Regions from separate parts of the Zea mays genome. Here region 1 is linked to region 2. The links are chromatin contacts, called in public Hi-C maps. All regions are on one chromosome and are shown on one strand. The core of a region is the stretch at or near the end of the contact, and the rest is flanking DNA. Distances in the headings are between cores, read along the strand shown. Region 1 has its middle 18 kb from the start of LOC542192. Region 2 has its middle 63 kb from the start of LOC100194056.

Region 1 (3,991 bases), core at 91-2,590, 250 kb after region 2:
AGTAAACTGTGCCCAAACATTCTTTGTCAGGCATATGTGTTCAGTTTCTTGTTCAGTTAGCTGTAGCTGAATTCTAGTGTTTTTACCCAACTTCGGGGCACTATAACTCTTGATCTGTGAGTATTTAGCTTAGGGCTTCTACAGAAAACTTGTAGAGTTTGGTGTTGTGAACATGTTTTGTGAACCAAGGTTGGCTTGTTGTTACTAAGAACTGGGAGAAAGATTGCTTGTAGCTGTGCTGTCAGACTAGGATTTCAGCAATAGGTTCAGTAAACTGAATCTGAAATTCAGTGTTTTTCATTGGGTTTTTAAGCTCCCCTATACCTAGTCCATGGAGATTCGAGCTGTATAGCAAAGAGTTAAAGGGTATATTGGAGAGCAATTTGTATTTAGGTCATTTCTTTGGTATCATTTGGAATCATGTGATGCAAGGAGTGGAAGATGTGGGTTCAGTCTGGTGTCGAATTCAGTTTAGAATCTGAAGTTTGATTCAGTTCACTAAAGAATTTAGAAAGCAGCAGGTTCTTCTCAATTTTGGACCTCTTTAGTTTCTAAATTTTCGAACTTTTGGTGGGTAATCATTATATCAAACCTGAAGATCTGTTGTTGAGAAACAATTTCGGTTAAGAAGGATTTCCCTGTCCTTATTTCGATCTAGGAAAAACTTTGCTCGAAGTTGAGCTATCCGACATGTTCGGCACTGAACTGGGATGTGGGCTGATGGGAGCCATGCTCAACCTGAATGTGGACATCAAACTAGTTCCTGTGTGCGGTGTAAGACAACGAATGCAGGGGAAAGGTGTCTAACCGGCAGCCGGCAGGGACGAAGCGCAGAAGCCCGACCACGGAGAGTGGGTCGTCCGCGGCGGATTCATTCACCGGCAAGAAATTCGCCGAGCCCTGGCCGCCCACGCCCCCGAAGTTCCATGCGGAGACGTCTGAAAACCCTTGACAAAGCTTCCCCGAGCGCATCTTTTTTCCCTAAGTCGGCGGCAATCTCTAGTATGTGGCAACGGCGACGGACAAGTTTCTACACCGCGGCGACGTCACACGGGTGCTACGGTTTGATGAACATGGGAGGCGCGAGGGCGCTGAGCTTTATACCCAGACCCGAGGAGATAGAGAGCAACGACTGGCGAGAGTTTCATGGACAGATCATCGGCCGTTCCGAGCTCGTCGTCGCGCGATGGGGAGGGAGGAGTCCGACTGGCCATCTGGACCCATACGACAGCGGCGCAAGGAAACAGTCCGCGTGTGAGCAAGCTTCTAGCAGTGGGTCCTAAGTCAGCGAGCGCTAGCAAGTCGGACGCGTGCGAGCAGGGGTGATGGCATTGGCTGACAACTATGGCCCACCCGACAGAGGCCTGACGCGCAGGACCAAGGAAACAAGCGGAGTGGGCCGCGCGGTGGGAGAAATGGTATTGGGCCGAGGGGGAGAGAAATCGGCCCAGGTGAGTCTTTTTTCCTTTTTTTATTTCTTTTTCTGGTTTTATTTTTCCTATTTCAATTTCAAATATTCAAGCCAATTCAAATTTCTGTTTTGAATTTCAAATGTCCAATCTAAAATATAATCCAAATGTGAATACAAATCCTACTATTTTCAATATTATTATTTATTCTCCTTCCTATTATTTAATTCTAGTAATAAATGACTTTATTACAATTTACTTTCTCATTTTCTGTTTTATATTCTCATTTATAATTTGAGGTCAAATTTAAGTTATGATTCTTTTATTTCAATAAAATGCATCCCAACAAATTTATCAGCATGAGATGCACATTTCTTTATTTATTTATTGGTTACTTGACTAATTTAATATTATTATCTGATTATGAAAAGGAAGGGAACTAATAAATCTCCAAAAAAAACCAAAACACTAGCATAATTATATTTATTTATTTGTATCATTATTTTTCTCTGATACAAATTTTTGGGCTTTACAGTTCATCACGGTCATCACGAAGTGCCTTATGGTAAGAGGTAAAATGAGTATTCCATCCTCTAGTGATGATAGGAGTAGTGATGATGAAGGTGAGGGAAAGGCCTCCGTAGATGAGCTTACGGAAGCCGTAAATTTTTTTTAGGATGCATGCTCTAAACAAAAGGCTCAACCTAAAACTCTAAAAATAAGTTGATTAGCTCTCAAAATGATTATAAATGTTTACTAGAAAAATTTGAAACATTTGCAATTTGAATTGTGAGCTATCAACTAAAATTGAGCAACTAGAGTCTAGTGCTCCATCCTCAGCTACCGATGATGGCCTGGTTAAAAAGAATGAAGAACTTAAGGCTAAGTTAGCTAGCTCTCAAGAAGCCATTGAAAACTTCCTAGGAAAAATGGAAATTCTTAGCATACATAATAATGAGTTAACCACCAAGTTAGAAAACATCGGTAGCACCCGAGGAGTATCTTTGGTTGAAATACCTAAAATTATTAAGACAGATGCTTCTACTTCTTACTTTGATTTCATTAATGATTCTAACCCCTACAATCAAGTTCTTGTTAAGAATGTTGTTATAGAAACATGTTTAGATGAGATTGCAATGGAGAATGAGCAATTAAAGCAAGAAGTGGCTCGCCTTGGCAAGGATCTATATGACAAGAAAGGCAAAGCCAAACAAAGCCAACCTCCTCAGGATAACACCTATGCAGGTGTGAACAAGCCTGTGCAGGAAGAAACTATGATTTGTAGGCTATTCCACGAGTAAGGCCACAAGTCTCCAATGCAAGGCGATGACCGGGGATAAGCAAAAGGAAAAGCTCAAGCAAAAGCCAAGAAGCAAAATCTCCAACACCTACATCAACAGGGTGGATAAAAAGAATGCTACACCATACTTGATCAAGAAGAAAAAGAATGGAAAGGTGATAGCAATCAAGGCCAACAAGCAAGCCAATAAAGGAAAAGGGGCCAAACGCATCTGGGTGCCAAAGGAGATTATCCCAACCATGAAAAGCACCAAGAAGGTATGGATCCCAAGAGGGAAGTGAGAAGTCTGAAGGACATCGGGGAATTTGGAGACTCGGCAAAATTGAGATGTATATCATGGGATGTATCATATTGGATCAAGTCTATTGCAAGTGGGTTGGTGAATACTTTGGACCCAAGTTCCACACCCATATTGAATTTCCTTTTTAGATATGTGTAACTATTTTCTTGTATCTAGTTTTTACCTAAAATGCCTAGTTTTGCATGTTATATTTTCTTTTGATATTAACTGCATGCATAATAGGTCAATCATATGGTAGGAATGCTCGCGTTCAATTCATATTCTTGAGCAAGCCTACATGGTTTAAAAGATTAGTTAAGCATGGCACATAGCTTATTAAACATTCTAAGTAAATGATATTCCAATTGGTATTGGTATATGACATATTCCACATTTGATATCCTCCATACTTCAATTGGTATCATTTAACTTATATGTGTCAAAGCTCGGATTATAGATAATTTGTCCCTCTTGATATCAAAATCAAAGTACATGTCTCCTACAAGTATTCAAAACATGTATGCACACTTTCAGGGGGAGGTTACTCTATAATCTAAGCCTTTGAGACTAACACCTGCTTTCAAGTCTATTATATGTAGTAGTCTCATTAAAGGAAAATGGAGTCCCCGGAGAAAGACAATAAGTTTCCACTGCAAATCTACAAGCAGTTTCATGTCTCACATGACTACATGTCTTCTCCAATTATTGATTAGACTATATTTCATATATTATACTTCACATGTTGCTGAATACATATGTTGTCAAAATATATCTGTTACCAATGCATAGGGGGAGGTAGTCTAATCAAATCTTGTCTTGTACCTCTATTTCTCATATGCTTTTTCCTAAGTAGAAGATCTCTGACAGGGGAGTATTTGTTTCGTCTATGACATAGAGGGAGAATATTCTTTCAAAAGGAGAACACTCGTTTAGGAGGAGTAATCTTTTAGTGCTTCAATTAATAAATCTCTTAAGAGGGCAAGTCTTATTTGCTTCCTATGT
Region 2 (3,775 bases), core at 465-2,964:
GAAATACAAACAAACATGGTATAGGCAAAATTAATATCACACCAAACATAAGAACAAACTGCATAATAATAATCTACGTGTTGCTATGAGATCGTGGGTTCGAGAACCACTAAAATCGGAGTTACGGTTACGGAGTTATGATTTACTGAAGATTCCCCGTGGTTAAATATTAAACTATATTATAAATTGGTTAATATACATCATATGAGAGAATATATTCTAAATATTTAGTTTATCTTTAATATATATTATAACTTGTTTAAAAATCATATTATAGTAAAATTGTAATTATATACATAACAATCCTTGATTAGTAAAATAAATCTACTACTCAAAGGGAAACTTCTAATTTTAAAAGTGTGGGGTATGTCACAACTAATGTTACTACTGCGTAGGCAAATTTATCACAAAACTATCGCAATTTGAACGGGTCAAATTGGAGTTACAGTGGATTAAATATGAATTACAAAAGTTTCTGAATTTATGTTACACTAAAAATCAATTTCTAGGATTTACTCATAAATTTGAATAGCATTTGGACCGAGGGAACAAAATCCCGAGAGCTCAGAGTTCAAACCCTAAATTCCAGGACCCGCTTGTTTTGATTCTTAAAGGTGGAAGGACCGTGGGTTGTTTTGTATGACCTGTGGGGGCTCTTTTGTAAAACGGCTCGGGCGAAGGGGTTACTGACCATTAAGATCTGTTGGATCACAAATGGACGACATCGATTAGATCACTATTTAATCGAACTGGTATGTACTGAGAACCGTTGATCCCAAGATCAGCGGCCTAGATTTTAAACACTACGATCAAATCTTACGCGCATAATTTGGATCGGACGACCGGGATCAAAATCCGAACCGATATGCTTTTCCGGTCACCGGATCTCTTACCAACGGTCAGGATTTTATGCAAACATGATCTAATCTTATCCCCTCGTTCCCGATCAAACGGCGCACAACCCATCAAGTCAAGGGGTAAGCTACGTTTTAATTTGTACCGCCCGCGCCAGGGTCAACGGCTGGTGCGCGATTCCTGTCTCCCTCCTGCTTGAACGCGGGACAGCGCGGTGGAGCAGAGCTCCCATGGCGATGCACTCGCCGGAGCAGGTGATGTTGCGCCCTAGAGCCCCAAACCCCAAACTGAATGGTGCTACGCGTAGAAGAGACCAGAACGAACTAGGTAGGAGTGTTCTTACCAGGATGAACATGCCGACAGCCCCCGACCATGGCTTGGTGCGGGTCCGCCGTGGCGCCCAACTCCGTTGAGAAATTGGCGAACCACTGGGGGGTCCTCATGCCTAGAACCACGTCGGCCACATGCAGGCATCACTGGTGGCTCTCCCCGACCGCCCATAGGGGACCCGACGGTCGCCAATAGGTTTTCTAGGGTGGCAGCCATTTTCTTCTATCTCTCTTTCCGGCACTGGCAGCAGGATGCAGGGGGTGTTACGGAGCCAAGCACTTTTATATAGCCGAGGGGTTCCATGGCCCCGAGAAGTGCGTGAATCTATAGCATCCAATCAACAACGACAGTCACGGGGGATCTGTTGGGTTTCCCTTGGTCCAGAGCTGGGAGCGAAGATTTCCCAGTGCACACACGAAGTCCAACATGGTTTGTTACGGGGGAAAGGTGATTCTGGCAAGCCAGGCCCACGCAGCATCGATTCGTGCGCGTGCGCGCAGAGATGGGACGCGGACGCAGTGTGGGAGGTTGACGAAGCGGGCCCCGCACGTAAGTGTGACAAAACAAAAGAAAAGGGGAAAGGAGTGGAATGGGACATGCGGGGAGAGAAGTGGAGATGGCCTGACCGTGAGGAGAAGTGGGCCAGAAGCAGGGAATTCGGCCCAAGCACAGGGTTACCATCTCTTCTTTTTTTCCAAATTCTTATTTCATTTCTATTTTCAAATTTTGAACTCTAAAGCAGATTCAAACAAGGTTTGAATTTCAAACTTAATTCAATGCTCAGTCAAAGATCCAGGATGCCATGCAAAGTTTATTTTATTTATTTATTGGTTAATTATTCACCTAAATAAATGTTTCTATATGCATAATTCTTAAGAGAATAATTCACACATTACTTTATTTTGTTTGGGAGAAATTTAATATAAAAACTTCACCATGATTTGAGTCAAATATTGTTTAAGGAGTGCTCTAATTATAAAGTTATAATAAATAGATTGAAAGTGTTTCTTTTACCTATTGTTCCGTAATTTCAACTTGAACTTTAGTTTTTCAGATTTGAATCTCAGTTCTTAACCTACTAAGCTCTTGTTATTACTATTTATTTATTTTAGTGAGATATACTTTGACAAGAAAGGAATCTATGATAGTTTAACTCAAATAGTTTTGAATAAAATTTTTATGAATCCCAAACTAAAATTTTTGAGTGTTACATAAAGCTATTACAACCCAGTCCTAATTTTATCAAATTAAACCCCGAAGTTTTAGGTATTGCAATCTGCACTCCTAGGTTCTGTGTGATTCATAAAATTAAATAAAGAAATTAATTTTAAGTATGAAATTAATGGAATAAACTTAGCTAATCCATATTGTTGGGGGTTTCTTCTCCGCCGAAGGTCCTCAAGGCAAAAACACCTTCGACAAAGGGATACAGAGATCCTCTTTTCCTCTACTGAAGGTTCTCAAGACGAGGACCTTGAGTAGAAGCAATATTGACAAATGTCCAAGCTACCATCAGCTTCGGTTCAAGTCAAGCAGAAGAAGGAAAGACCAGATAGACCTTAGTATTTCAGGTTGTCTGTAGATAAATGTTGAGGGTCATGAATGTAATATTACCCGGGCTGCGTCCCGTGCCTATAAATAGATGAATAGTAACACCGTATTGTTCACGCTGATTTGTAATCACTCTTTTGCGTCTTTACCTTCGAGCAAGACGAAGGTATCAATGTAATATTAATACTGTTAATATTCATATACATTTTATGGAATGCAAATATAAATGAATTAATGAAATACAGTTACTGTCTTTATCCTTTCACATTCCTATTCACATATTAAATGATGAAGGTATGTCCTTCTTGACCTTCGTCTGATGAGCATTATACCCATGTGGAGATAATGCTTCGGAAGATGAAGGTCCGTAATAATTTACAATCGTGTTGCCTTGTTCTTGACCTACAACATCTGAGAACAAGTGACTAACATTGGTGCCCACCTCCGGTAAACTCACTTCCACGACTGCGACAATGGCTTTGCAAGGCAACCAAGATGTGGCACCTTCAGCTACGAAGCTGGTGCTCCCAATCACAGGCGGCCCAAGTTCTGAACCAACCAACAAGAAGCAGAAGAAGGAAGCACAAAGAAGGGTACAACATGTTGGAGTTCATGGACCCTTCATCAAGTCCATGTGGTCTCATATACCAATCACCTTCTCCCAGGAAGACCTTCAGCTCAAGGATTATCCTCACAATGATGTAATGGTTATATCTTGTGTCATCAAGGGGTTTCTGGTTCACCATGTCCTTGTAGACACAGGCAGTGCAGCAGATATCATCTTTGCAAAAGCTTTTAGGCAGATGCAGGAGCAGGATGACAAGATACATGATGCAACACACCCCCTCTATGGCTTCGGAGGAAGGCAAATAATGGCACTTGGCAAGATAACCATGCCAATTACCTTCAGTTATGTTCACAATACAAGGACAGAGCAAGTTGTCTTTGATATTGTTGATATGGAGTATCCTTACAATGCCATCATTGGGCGAGGAACATTAAATGCTTTTGAAGCAATACTTCATCCAACATATCTATG

Evidence for each region. Hi-C and Micro-C count contacts between places; a contact is called where the count stands out from the background.
Region 1: a contact with region 2 is called in a Hi-C map of endosperm, with 4 times the contacts expected there. The contact joins two enhancer-like sites. A contact is called at or near these places in 3 of 25 Hi-C or Micro-C datasets (ear, endosperm and leaf).

The regions. Positions count from the first base shown.
Region 1 is chr6:58,483,486-58,487,476 of Zm-B73-REFERENCE-NAM-5.0, forward strand. No RefSeq gene overlaps it. Among protein-coding and RNA genes, the nearest start is that of LOC542192, 18 kb to the right of the region's middle. Within about 2 kb of position 1,341, at least 19 of the 20 cell types and tissues checked have an H3K27ac peak or open chromatin away from gene starts, as enhancers often do. A contact at or near this core is called in ear, endosperm and leaf, where this site is marked.
Region 2 is chr6:58,231,032-58,234,806 of Zm-B73-REFERENCE-NAM-5.0, forward strand. No RefSeq gene overlaps it. Among protein-coding and RNA genes, the nearest start is that of LOC100194056, 63 kb to the right of the region's middle. Within about 2 kb of position 1,715, at least 18 of the 20 cell types and tissues checked have an H3K27ac peak or open chromatin away from gene starts, as enhancers often do. A contact at or near this core is called in ear, endosperm and leaf, where this site is marked.